Linked DNA regions of Danio rerio: region 2 is linked to region 1. The links are chromatin contacts, called in public HiCAR-type maps. All regions are on one chromosome and are shown on one strand. The core of a region is the stretch at or near the end of the contact, and the rest is flanking DNA. Distances in the headings are between cores, read along the strand shown. Region 1 overlaps tle3b (TLE family member 3, transcriptional corepressor b). Region 2 has its middle 83 kb from the start of uacab.

Region 1 (7,017 bases), core at 4,035-6,534:
CCAAAAAGATTCCAATATTTGTCCCTGCTCATATGACAACAATAAGGTCAAAAGCTTTTGTAATTTATTCAGAGATTGCCATGAAAATTTAAAACTGTATCTAAAATACAAATTATTATTGAAAATGTTGTTTAAAAAAACATTCCCCTCTTCTCTCTTCAGAACAGGGATAACTATATCCGTTCCTGTAAGCTGCTTCCGGATGGCCGTACTCTGATTGTTGGAGGGGAAGCCAGCACTCTGACCATATGGGATTTGGCCTCTCAGACTCCTCGTATCAAAGCAGAGCTCACCTCTTCTGCCCCGGCTTGTTATGCGCTGGCGATCAGCCCTGATGCCAAGGTCTGCTTCTCCTGCTGCAGTGATGGAAATATTGCCGTCTGGGACCTTCATAACCAAACCCTTGTGAGGTAGGAATCACACGGGTGTTGCCATGTGCAAAAATTGTCTCTGCGATGTATGCAAACGTATGTGTGTTCTGCTGATGCAATAAAAGACTGCATGATTGTTTGTGTTTGTAGGCAGTTCCAGGGACACACAGATGGGGCGAGTTGTATAGATATTTCCCATGATGGCACCAAACTGTGGACAGGTGGACTGGACAACACTGTACGGTCCTGGGACCTGAGAGAGGGTCGCCAGCTTCAGCAGCATGACTTCACATCACAGGTTATCTTAATGCACACTTATACACCTTAAAAATGCACTTGTAATGGAAATTGTTGCACAAGTATGTGGAAAAACTTTGATAATAAATGCGTGAAATAGTTTTAAATATTTATCCACGATTTAGGGTTTTCATCTTGAGTGAGTTTCTTTTAAAGTCTTGTTATTCTCACCAATCATTATTCAATGTCATTAAATAAAAATAAATGAATAAAAAGCTTTAAAATTAGTCATGGATGAAAAATTTGCAGTTTATAAACTTTCACATCTTGTCTGCACTTCACGATGAAAGATGAAGAGACTCATTCACAGCTTCAGTGCTTTATAACAGGTTTTGTGTGAAAATGCATGACTTGTCATGAACTGACATGTTAGCTGCAATATGACTTTTTTTTTATTTAGAATCATCAACAGCCACCAGCAAAACCCAATTTGGTTATAATAAACACTCCACAAGTTTCATGCTTTAGATTAGCATGTGACATTTGTTCATTTATTTATTTTTTTGTCTCTTAGATCTTCTCTCTGGGCTACTGTCCGACGGGCGAGTGGCTGGCTGTGGGAATGGAGAGCAGTAATGTGGAGGTGCTTCATCACACCAAGCCTGACAAGTACCAGCTGCACCTGCACGAGAGCTGTGTCCTCTCCCTCAAATTTGCCTACTGTGGTAAGACGCTGTTACTTTACCTTACATAAAGTGCAACATCTTGCACCTGAGAATATATGAGGGAAGAAACCTTATACTTAATGTAAAATATGGCCAAAACATGACATACAAACTTCAGCTTTAGCTTTGTATTCAGTCGTGTTTTTCCATTTTAGTTTGGCAAGGTTGCACTTTGTACCCCCCCCCTCTCTCTCTCTCTCTCTCTCTCTCTCTCTCTCTCTCTCTCTCTCTTAATGGCTCACTTTACTTCCAAAAAAGTCGAGTTGTAGTGAATCAAGTTATTCAGATCAACCTTGACTCTGTACCCATTAGTGCATGTGTGTTTGTTCCATTTCCTAAAGGTAAATGGTTTGTGAGCACTGGGAAGGACAATCTCTTGAATGCCTGGAGGACTCCCTATGGTGCCAGCATTTTCCAGGTATGTCAGTCAATACTGTATTCCCTCTCCAGAAGTTCATGTTACATTGGGAATGTTTGTTTGATTTGTAGTGTGAAATTTTCTGTTCAGGCTTTTCATTGAGGCTTGTATCCCAGACTCTTTGAATATTTTTTTTTATTTTCTCTGTGGAGGTGCAGCTTTTTTGTGGACAAACACCTTCAAGTTGAATAAATTTTTTGAATAAATGAATTAACTTTCTTGTCAATAAACTTTCATAATAAAACATACAAACAATGACAAGCAATGACAAGTTTCAATAATAGTAAACTACAAACTAAAATGAAAACTGACCATTGTTTTTGTTAAAAACTGAAATGTATTGTTGATGAAGTAAATGCTTTAACATGCTGCATTTTTTTTAAAGTTTAATTTGTACATAGTAAAAATAAATGAAAAAAGTTAATTAAAAGCATGTTTTTTGGAAAACAGTCTAAAAATTTAGTGTAGAAAATACAAAAATTAAATAATAATAAATTCATTCTGTACACACAGATGACGTTTCATTCTTTATTGGAATAAAAACATTATTTGTAACATTCGTGAAATTATTTATTCATTGCATCAAACAAGTGGAGTTCTTTGAATTGAATCTTTTAAAAGCTTTACAACAATTCTTGTTTTTTTTCTGCACATTTCACACATTCCAGCTATCTTTCAATCTAACTAATGCAGTTAGCACAGTTTAATACAAGGAGAAATCTAGCTGACATGCTGCCGCGACACTCGCATACATTCACAACTGTCTATTTATAACACACCTGTATTTGCCTCTGAGAGTGACTTAAATGCTGCAGTTTAGAAGGGAATGACGTTGACATGAACTTCATGTCACTAGCTACATTTCCATCCACCTATTTTGGATATGCGCATAAAAAATGGTTGACGTCAATGCCAAGATGCGCATCAACTTTGATGTATGCACATAACAGTAGGATAAAATTTTTATTTGATTAAGAAAAGTTGTGCACAAACTACGATGGAAACCCTTTTACTGCGCATTAAAAGAAAGATCATGTGATTTTGTTATAAGAGATCATGTGATAAAATGTGTGATAATGGACAAACCAGCTGGCTGAGCACACTGTAAAACATCTGTAATGTTGTTTTGGTCATTCTAAAACACCTGACTATTTCAGTATTAGTGTTATTATATTATTAATTACCTCCAGAATAGACAAGAGCATCTGTGCTCTGCATCTCACTCTTTCAAACGCCATGGCACTTTCATTGCGTGTTGACATATTCTTCTTCATTGTGCAAGTCATTTATTAAATAAGGAAAAGATTGATGCGGCTTCTCCTACCACAGCATATTCTGTTTTTACTGTTGATATTTGGTGCCAGTTTATCAGGAAGTGATGATTTTGTTCTCTTTGCCTCGTTGGATGGAAATGCTGCCTTATTCACATGTCTTTTATGCGATTATTCCAGTTTTGTGCATTAAGTTAATCAGCATTTTTTATTTAAAACATATACAGTTTATAATGTCAGCTAATCATTTTTCATCTTTCTTCTATCTACAGTCCAAGGAGTCGTCCTCTGTCCTGAGCTGTGACATCTCGGCTGATGATAAGTACATTGTGACGGGATCTGGTGACAAGAAGGCCACGGTGTATGAAGTCATCTACTAAACTCGCTGCTTCACCAGAACTAAAGACCTATGGATGGGCCTGATTTGTTTTGATGGATTTAAGGGATCACTCATCCACCTGTACAGTAGGAACCCAGGTTAGGAATCGGTTGGTTCACTGGGATTGCTGCCCAGATGCTTTTTTATTTTGATCGCACCTGGATTCTTACAGCAGTGAAATGATCCTGGAAACATGGAAACGTGTTAAACTGTCCCAAGGACTCCCTGACGGCACTAATGTAGTAAATATTGTCTTGCCTTTGCTTTCGGTCTGCTCATGGGATTGTGTGTGCCTATTCCTTCCATAGTATTCCCCCCCCAACCGCCTTCCTTTTAACCAACAGTGAATGATCTGTGATGTAATATGAAGCAGTGCTTCAGTTTTAGCCTCCTGCTCCCTGGACAATTTGTTAAAAAGTGTATATATGGAGTAATAAAGACATTTTATAAATATATATAATTATATATATTTCCATGTCCTGATATACTTGTGATGGGTTTCTTTGTCCTCATGTCCTTAATGCTTGATGAATGTAGAGTAGGACACATTTTCTTTTGAATTTGTTAGCACACTCTCTGGGCTGGCCATTTCCTAAAAGGCTCAAGTGGAGGGGGGAAAAACCTTCCTGTTTCTTCCTGAATTATTTTTTTGTAATTCTTATTTTGTTTTTGGAGCCCATGTGCTGTTCATGAAAAACCGGATCAAACTGGAATCCTGCGGAAGTCTAAATACGAAGCAGCCCATGAATGAAGGGTCGTATGTAAATCGAAAGCGGTATTAAACTGGGAGAGTGACTAACTGTACTACTTGTCTGTGCCCTTTGCTTTGTGTGGCATCTCGTCGGAAAGAGGAATTCAGATAATGAAGTGTGATTGTAACATGCTGACTCGGCGTGGATCACACACTGCGATGAGTATCTTGCCAACCGATCCCATAAGCGGCTCCACTATAGTTGGCTGCTGTTGAAATGGGAGATGACTCACCCCAGTGATTGACAGCTTACTTCTGCTGTAGAGATCGCCACCCCTAAAGAGCCTGTTTTTGGCCTCAGATTGAGGTGAACCAGCTTCTCTGAGTGATCCGAGTCATCGGGATTCGCTTCTGTACAAGTTGAGCAAGTTTTCTAATGAATCTATTCATTGCCTGCACTTGACTTTGGTGGAAGCTCTGTGTGAAAGTGTGGGCACACGAGAGAGGGAGGAGATCGTCACTTTTAAACCTAAACCTGGCCTACCCCTTTTTGTGTAACTGTTGGAACTGGTGTCTGCAGAACCGGTCATGGTGAACTCGGTCTTTAATATGACACACACAAGGAAAACAAAACATGACCCGCCTGCCTTTCACAACCTCTCAACTTCACACCAAAGTATGTAGCAAAACTGTGTCAGCACTGATCATGTACAGTTGTTAATAATTCAATAAACTTTTTTTGTAAAATGTGTCACGAATACTGGTTTAATAGGAATCATGTTGTTTTGAGTGTGTGATACTGGTTTTGAATACATTGTGGGGACCAAGAGTCCATTTTTGACTTGATAGGGAATTTGCTTTTTACACCCAACCCCTAAAACCACTCATAAATCCTACCCATTGAATCATAAATCCTTTAAATTGGAGAATGTTGTGGATTAGAGGACAGAATATGCAGTTTATACAGTACAAAAATCATTACATTTATAAGAAGCTCCCCTAAACATGGAAACCCAACGTGTGTGTGCGCATGTGTCACAAGTCTTAAGTATGGAGATGAATTACTGAGGCCAGGAGCGCTGGATATGTCATCTCGATGTTCCCACATGGTGTCAAGCTGCTGAAAGGCTGATGGAAGAGTTGAGACATGTAGTAGTGTGTATAAAAGAGACATAGTTTGTGCTGCCTCAGCTATCTGTTGTAACCGCAGACCCAGTTGACTCAAATATGCCCTGCGGTCCCCCAACCACAGCTGGTGACACACAACACACACCCTTTTTGATTTCCTCACCTCAAGTGGATTATCGTCCAGGAAGTGTTTGTCAGTTGATTTATTCTGGTGGTTTAAACTGGTTTCATTAAGCATGTGATTTCGGCATCTGTCTGTCTCTCACCTGTTACTGCGCTCTCTAGAAATAGTCAAACTTCTCCGGCCTGGGCAGTTGAACTTTCTCGTGCTCTCTCTGCCCATTAAAGGGATAGTGTGCCCAAAACCTTCCAGTTAGTTTGCTTTTCCTTAGGCAATCAAAGACCTTTTTTTCTTCAGCGTAACAGTAAAAAAGTAAACAATGTTCAGTTTGAGTGATCACTTTGCTTCATAAGACCTTAGTACATCATCAGGAGCCGCTGGTAGAAATATGATTGTGTTTTTATCTCTAGCTGATGGCAGGCATCCTCTGACTATCATTATAGGGATACCAGAGGACAACAGTTTCGGCTATAAATCTTTTTTTAAGGGTCACGAAACATCAAAACACATTTTTTGAGATGTTAACTGTCATGTTGAGTGCATGCGGAAAGTATTCATAGCGCTTCACTTTTTCCACTTTTTTTCATTACAGCCTTATTCCAAAATGGATTAAATTAATTTATTTTCTCAATTCTATACACAATATTCCATAATGACAATGTAAAGAGTTTTTGAAAGTGTGGCAAATTTATAAAATATAAAAAACCTGAAAAGTCAAATGCACTTACGTATTTTACAGCCTTTGCTTAATACTTTGTTGATGCACCTTTGGCATCAATTACAGTCTTTTTGAATATGATGCCGCAAGCTTGGCACACCTGTCTTTGGGATTTTTTGCCTATTTCTATCAGGTTATATGGAAAGCAACTTTGTACAGCCATTTTCAGATCTCTCCAGAGATATTCAATAGAATTTAGGTCTGGGCTTTGGCTGGGCCATTCTAGGACATTCACAGAGTTGTTGTGAAGCCACTTCATTGATATTTTGGCGTTGTGCTTTGGGTTATTGTCCTGCTGAAAGATGAACCTTTGCCTCAGTCTGAGGTCAAATGCACTCAAAAGCAGGATCATTCAGGATGTCTCTGTACATTGCTGCATTCATCTTTTCCTCTATCCTGACTAGTCTTTCAGTGCCTGCTGCTGAAAAACAACCCCACAGCATGATGCTGCCACTACCATGCATTACTTTAGGGATGGTATTAGCCTGGTGATGAGCGGTGCCTGGTTTTCTCCAAACGTAACGTCTGGCATTCACTCCAAAGAGTTAAATTTTAGTCTCATCATACCAGAGAATTTTGTTTTTCATGGTCAGAGTCCTTTCGATGTCTTTTGGCAAATTCCAGACAGGGAGTGGCTTCCATCTGGCCACCATACCATTCAAGGACATTCATTGGTGAGTTGCTGCACAGCTGGTTGTCCTTCTGTAAGGTTCTCCTCTCTTCACAGGAGAACGCTGGAACTTAGAGTGACCATCGTTTTGATTACCTCCCTGACTAAGGCCCTTCTCCCCCGATCACTCAGCTAAGATGGCCTGCCAGCTCTAGGAAGAGTCCTGGTGGTTCCAAACATCTACTTACGGATGATGGAGGTCACTGTGCTCATTGTACTTTCACAGCAGCAGAAATTTTTTCTGTAACCTTCCCCAGCCTTGATCCTCGAGACCATTCTGTCTCGGAG
Region 2 (6,787 bases), core at 1,418-3,917, 150 kb before region 1:
AGCTGAATGTGTTCAACTCCTTGGTGTGGAACAGCCAGTATTTTTTTTACAGTGAACCACCATTCTTTAAAATATATATTTATTTCTAGTCAACAGAAGAAAGATGCTTATAAAGCTTTACAACCACATAAGCGACAGTAAGGTAATTTTCATTTATGAGTGACCTATGCCTTTAATGCATGTCTGATAACTGATCAATAACTGATAACTGATCAATTTCACATATGACATTTAAAAAATATTTAATGATGTATAAGAACGTGTAATCAATCATAATTATAATGTGTAGGATGAAAAATTCACTTTGAGATTTTGTCAATTACCTTTAACTTCTATTAAATTACCAGAATTATTGGCAAAGGTAATCTAAACCTTTTTTATAAAGTGACCTCTAAAATCTGCCTGTGCACTTTATTTTGACAGGACTATCTTATATGAAAGTACTAGTTCCTAATTTGTGGGTATCATTATTTTCTAATAAAAACTTAAAATGAATATGCAATATAAATATAAAATGTAATAAAATTTCTTTGTTGCTATTTACAGTTGAAGTCAGAATTATTAGCCCCCCTTTGATTTTTCTTTTTTATTTATTTTTTATATATATATTTCCCAAATGGTGTTTAACAGGGCAAGGGAATTTTCAAAATATGTCTGATAATATTTTTTTTTTCTTTTTGAGAAAGACTTATTTGTTTTATTTCAGCTAGAATAAAAGCAATTTTTAATTTTTTAAAGAACAATTTAAGGTCAAAATGATTAGCCCCTTTAGGCTATTTTTTGACAGTCTACAGAACAAACCACCGTTATACTATAATTTGCCTAATTACCCTAACCTGCCTAGTAAACCTAATTTAACTAGCTAAGCATTTCAAGCTTCATATATATTTTTTTGCCACTTTCAGCTGTACAGAAGTGTCTTAAAAAAATATCTAGTTAAATATTTTTTAGTGTCATCATGGCAAAGATAAAATAAATCAGATATTAGAAATGAGTTATATAAACTATTTTGTTCAGAAATGTGTTGAAGAAAACTTTTTGTTAAGAAGAAATTGGGGGAAAAATAAGCAGAGGGCTAATAATTCTGACTTCAACTGTACAGTATAGTTAACACTAAATATAAAAACTATGGGGTTTCCAAACTTTTCAGCCTGTGACTCCCACGACCCCCACTATGCTCTGATGTGGTTATAAACATGCAAACATTGCACACAACCGTTATTTATTAAATTGATAAAATAATTGATAGTGCTGCATTTTGTTTTATTTATTCGTCACAGCCATGTCACCCTGCAGCCCAAGACCGGTTACTCACTGAAGCTAAGCAGGGCTGAGCCTGGTCAGTACCTGGATGGGAGACCACTAGGGAACACCAGGTTGCTGTTGGAAGTGGTGTTAGTGAGGCCAGCAGGGGGCGCTCAACCTGTGGTCTGTGTGAGTCCTAATGCCCCAGTAAAAGTGAAGGGGACACTAAACTGTCAGTGGGCGCCGTCTTTCGGATGAGACGTTAAACCGAGGTCCTGACTCTCTGTGGTCATTAAAAATCCCATGGCACTTCTCGTGAAAGAGCAGGGGTGTAACCCCGGTGTCCTGGCCAAAGTCCCTCTATCGGCCCTTACGATCATGGCCTCCCAATCATCCCCTCTCCACCGAATTGGCTCTATCACTGTCCCTCCACTCCACCAATAGCTGGTGTGTGGTGAGCGCACTGGCGCCGTTGTCCTGTGGCAGCCGTCGCATCATCCAAGTGGATGCTGCACACTGGTGGTGGTGTGGAGAGACCCCCCCTCATGATTGTGAAGCGCTTTGGGTGTATTGCCATACACAATAAATGCGCTATATATAAATAAACATTACAACTTCTTGCTGACAAATGGCTAAAACCTAGTAATTTGATGGATAGTGGCAGAATATAATGATTTAAAATACAAAATGACTCTTTTGGGACTGCACTATGCTCTGTGAACAATAGCCCTGAATATGTGATGTGTATATAAGGTGCTCAGTGTATATATATAAGTACACCCTCCACTAATCTATCTTTAAAATTAATACTGTATAATAGGATGCTATACAATATTATATTTGTGCATATACATTAGATTAGTCAGTACTGAAGCCAAATCTGGAGCATATCTAACAAAATACTTACTGTACAATAACGGTTCAAAAACTAGTAAAGCCAAATTTGTGTTATAGAAAAATATTAAATACATATTTAAAGTAAATATAGCAATATTTAGCTTGAATTGAACTATCTTTTAATTTCTAAATATGTTTGGTGACTAAAATATTATTTTAATAAATCTATCTTTGATAAATATGTTTTGTTTAAATAGACCAAAATACATTGCCTATATTCACTGAGAAATGGATAAAAATGTTCCTTTTCAAAATGGGATCTACTCAATTATGCTGATCACTGTACTAGCTTTGAAGATATACTTATAGTGCTTCTGTTAATCAGACTGCCAATCACTGTTTATCATTAAACCTTTCAGTGACTTTTATTGCACGATCATGTCATTGAACTAATGAACCAAGTGTCATTCTCACTAATCATCATTTCCTGATTAGATTGAGCTATTCTGCAGGTCTGTGCACCCGCTCTCAGTGTTTACTTCCTTCATTTAATACCTCCGGCAGGAGGCCAGCAGCAGGGTGAAGGTGCGGCTCTAGAGGTGTTTCAAATGTTTCATGTTCCTGCTAGAACATAAGGTATTAGTTTATTCATTACACATTAGGCTCACAGTCAAAGTGCTTTAGGCAAATTCAGGGTTGTGACTGTCGATCATTAGCATTGAAAATGTGCATTTGTTAGACAAAGCCGCAGTCACACAATCCAATTAAGACATGAAAGCACCCGTCTCCTAGGAAGGAATTCACAATACATAAACAGGCTGTAAAAGTGGAAAATTACATCTGCATTTGTTCCTTTCCTTGAAATACAGCCACATTTGGTAAACTTTAACAAACCCTCATAGAACACTTTGCAAGAAGAAGAAAAAAAGCAAAGCTAAATTAATACCATGTGTTTCGAGAGCTACACAGGGGTTTATTGTAGTGTTGAGTTAAAGGGACACTCTCGCCTACGTCTTTCCAAAGTGAGAGTTTGCTGGATTTTTAACAAGCAACAACACTGTAATAATTTTCAATTATGTTTTTTTTTATTTTTTTTTATCTAATTCACCTTGAAATGCCAGACTTGAAGAACTATCCATAAAATAGCCTTGCTTTCATATACCAGAATTTAATTTCATTACCTAAAATGAGTTAAAACAAGGCTGGGCTCTTTTGATGTTGACGTGAGTGTGTAAGTGTGTAACATCCCTTCAGCTTGCTGTCCTGGATGTTAATTAAATTGCTTTCCTTCTCTTTTTTTCTAAGGCAAGGTATTGGATTAATGGCTTTAAATATCCTTTAAATCTCTCTAATCTTCCCCCTTTCATCTGTAGCTTTTGCAGGTTTGTGTTGCTGTGATTTAGCATCGTCTGACTTTGATTGCACCTTAATGATGGCAGCTTGCCCTGGATCAAAATGCAAATGCCCTGAAAAAAATGGTTTCCGGGTGCTTGCAGGTGTCGGGTGGTATAGGATGCTCAGAGGAGCCGTGGCTGTCCATCTAACCTTTCATGCTTGAGACTTTCAGAGAGGTAGTTTCTATCTGCCACGCTAGCTTAAAACAGAAGGAAATATTTATGAGTCATCTACACAACAAACGGCTGAGTCCTGGGTGTAAGTGCCCACAGAGAGAGTCAACGGTCTGAGCATACCAGCACAGGGAATTATCCAGACATAATGGTGAAAAAAAAATACAATCACGACTTCAGAGTATCCTAAAACAATGGAAAATTACAATACAGCTTGTCACAGAGGTGTTGTACTTAAAAAGATAAATGGAAATTTGCTGTTGATTTATACACCCTCTGGCCATACAAGATGTAGGTGACTTTTTTTTTTTCTTTAGTAGAACATTCAAGAAGATTTTTAGATGAAGTTACGGTCTCAGGTGTGAGGGCCAAAGTCCTACAGTCAAAGATAAAGTGGCTCCACATGATACTTTAAGGCATAGGTCTCAAACTGTATTCCTGGAGGGCTGCAGCTCTGCACAGTTTTGCTCCAACCCTTAAGCTGATTCAACAAAGTATTTTTTGTCAAATAAGTTTTATGGAAGACAGATATAGAAAGAAGAGGATTCTCTGTTTACATATTTTGTCCACATATAACGTAGGCAAAGCAAATAAAATTTTTTTTTTAAAAATTAAAGGAAAAACAATATGAATATGAAATATGAAATTCATAATAATCTAAAAAAACACTCACATAAGCCAGGTTGTTTACAAAGACCTGTTTAAAGAACAGAGTATGATGACAAAGCATTTTACAACATTACAGAATTGATGCATTATTCCAAGTTTATTTCAAGGTCACAAATAAAAAGATTCCAAATTTTGTCAAATTGTTTGAGTTTTCTTTTCAAATAGTATATATTTCGCTCTAAATGTAACAGGTAATTTCTCCAAGCCACAGTTTACATTTAGGGGATTCCTTTTTTTTTTTAACAGTAGAAGTAGTTTCTTGGCAGTAGTTAAACAGTATGGGTGCTGTTTATGTTGTGTATTTGACAACAAATGCGTTTGTTCAGACAATCCCAGAATTAAAAGCATTGGATTTGGTTGTAATTGCAACTCCAACACCTCGGAAAGCACTTCAAAGATTTTATTCTAATAATTCTGTATATTAGAACAAAAACTAAATCTGTGAAACAAACAAAACAAAACAAAACAAAACAAACAAACACAAAAAACAGAAAAATCCTAATTTACTCAACCTTTACAGTATTTGTTCCCTGTTTGCCATTAGTCATTGAGTTCCATTTCACAAATCACCAAGGACCATAGGTTCAGCTAAAGAAAAAAAGCTCTTTGCTAAACAAATACTGTAAGTCAGCTACATCATGAATTGTCTGAAGGTGATATTAACAGCAATTTTTTTAAAACATTTTAATAACCAACTTAAACTGCAACTAATCCTTTGTAGGCCAACCCCACTGACAGATGCTGACCAATAGTTGCAGGTACGTTTGTCAAGTTTCAGGAAATCGTTTTGTTTCTCTGTTGGCATTGGGTGGCACTTGTTTTTATTGTAGTTTGGTCAGTCTCTGCATTGGTCAGTGTTAAGTTAGCCTTTAAGCAACATATTTGGACTATGTTGTAGATTTTATGTTCCCAGGTGCACTGTAAAAAAAATCCTGGCTGCCTTACATTTTTAAGCTTAAGTAAGTCCATTGAACTTATATTATGTTAAACTGACTTAAAATAGCTGGTGTAATTTATACAATTAAGTTTAAACATGATTAACGTGGATTAATAAGTTACAATGACCTAAAAACATATGCTGTCAGGACTAATTGATCATAGAATCTTTTGCAGTGTGCATATCAGGGCTATACTATAAACCTTGTATGAATACTAAAGGAGTTTCAGTTATTGTGATGACTTTGGTATCATGTTTTTCAAACTACAACGATGAAAAGCTAATTATTTATATAAAGAAACTGCTTAGTAGTCTAGTTTCAATCCAGTAATTTGCTTAAGGGATGAAAAAAAAGTCCCTGTTCTTAGAATTAAGATCTTGAGCCTGACAATCTCCATCATGTTAAGTGGTTTTAACTGCGCAGGCCCCATTGTGCCCATTCCCCAATTCTGTCATTTGCCCTTAATTACCATGCCAGCAGAGTCCATTAAATATTCTCCAGCTAAAGCCTCATTAGCTTCTGCAGGCTAAATGGTCAAGAGATGCACGGTTTATTGGTTGTAAGCGCCGTCTTCCCTGAATCATTGCCTTGAAGTCGTAACCATGAATCAGGGCTCAGAACACTCACCCAGTTTTCATCTCTGCGTTTTATGATTGAGTGAGGCAGGAGTGTGGTGTAGTTCCACTCCCATCCTCCAGAGGGCAGGCCTACATTATGTTTTATGCACTGTAAGTCTTGGATTGAGCAGGAGTGAAACTGGTGAAAGCCAGAATCTGACTAGCTTGGCAGTATATTGCATTATTGAGCAAGTAAACATTATAGTATCACATTTCCCTCTTTGTTTTTCTAACTGTGCTTTCTGGAGTAATCCTAGTAATGATCTGCTAACAGGCTATTTATTTTTATGTGTTTATTTTTACATATTTGGATTCACCCAGGATTTTGGTGATCCCTGCCCAAAAGCACAAAACAACCTCATCCAATGACTTTTATTTAATGAATACCTCGGAAATGCTTGGAAATAAATCTTGTGTCTTGCAGATGCACAGGCTGAGCTCATGCTTCCTCTGCAGTGAATATTTGGCGCCGTATCTCTGTTTACACAGGTGAAATGGTCTATCATCAAATATTTGCGTGATTTAATGCTTGAAGTTCATTGGCCGAGGTGTTGGCAAGTGATCTACTGAATCTGCTGGTTTGTCAGAGCCACTCATTCCTGTTCTAGAAGGGCAGTAGCATGCCAGCTCCCATTATAATGCCTCTGCGAATATTTGCCCGGGCTCACCTGCTGCCACATCTGCGGAAATGATTGCAAAGGGTCTGTAAAGATGTGAGGGTGGAGGCATACAGCGTACAAAGCTTTTAGTGGGCCTTTTTTTACCTGACCAAAAGAAATAGGCTTGTAAATGCAGTGGGTTTAAATTGTTCATCAAATGACAACAACAATGCTTCAATTACCAGCATTTGAGTGCCAATCCCAAACTATTCACTTTGCCTGCAGAGGTTTTCAATCAAGCAGATTGCACTGAA

What was found. HiCAR-type assays count read pairs that join an accessible place to other places.
Region 2: a HiCAR-type map of caudal fin shows a contact between it and region 1, with 5 times the contacts expected there. The contact joins two enhancer-like sites. A contact is called at or near these places in 1 of 18 Hi-C or Micro-C datasets (hematopoietic stem cells) and 1 of 4 datasets of contacts at active chromatin or transcription factors (caudal fin).

Annotation. Positions count from the first base shown.
Region 1 is chr7:33,699,673-33,706,689 of GRCz12tu, reverse strand. tle3b (TLE family member 3, transcriptional corepressor b) reads left to right here. Exons shown (of 20, transcript NM_131780.1): 16 at 163-410; 17 at 522-669; 18 at 1,183-1,333; 19 at 1,675-1,751; 20 at 3,295-3,457. The coding sequence ends at 3,402. Among named protein-coding and RNA genes, the nearest start is that of tle3b, 37 kb to the left of the region's middle. Within about 2 kb of position 5,284, at least 8 of the 62 cell types and tissues checked have an H3K27ac peak or open chromatin away from gene starts, as enhancers often do. A contact at or near this core is called in caudal fin, where this site is marked.
Region 2 is chr7:33,843,446-33,850,232 of GRCz12tu, reverse strand. No RefSeq gene overlaps it. Among named protein-coding and RNA genes, the nearest start is that of uacab, 83 kb to the left of the region's middle. Within about 2 kb of position 2,667, at least 4 of the 62 cell types and tissues checked have an H3K27ac peak or open chromatin away from gene starts, as enhancers often do. A contact at or near this core is called in caudal fin, where this site is marked.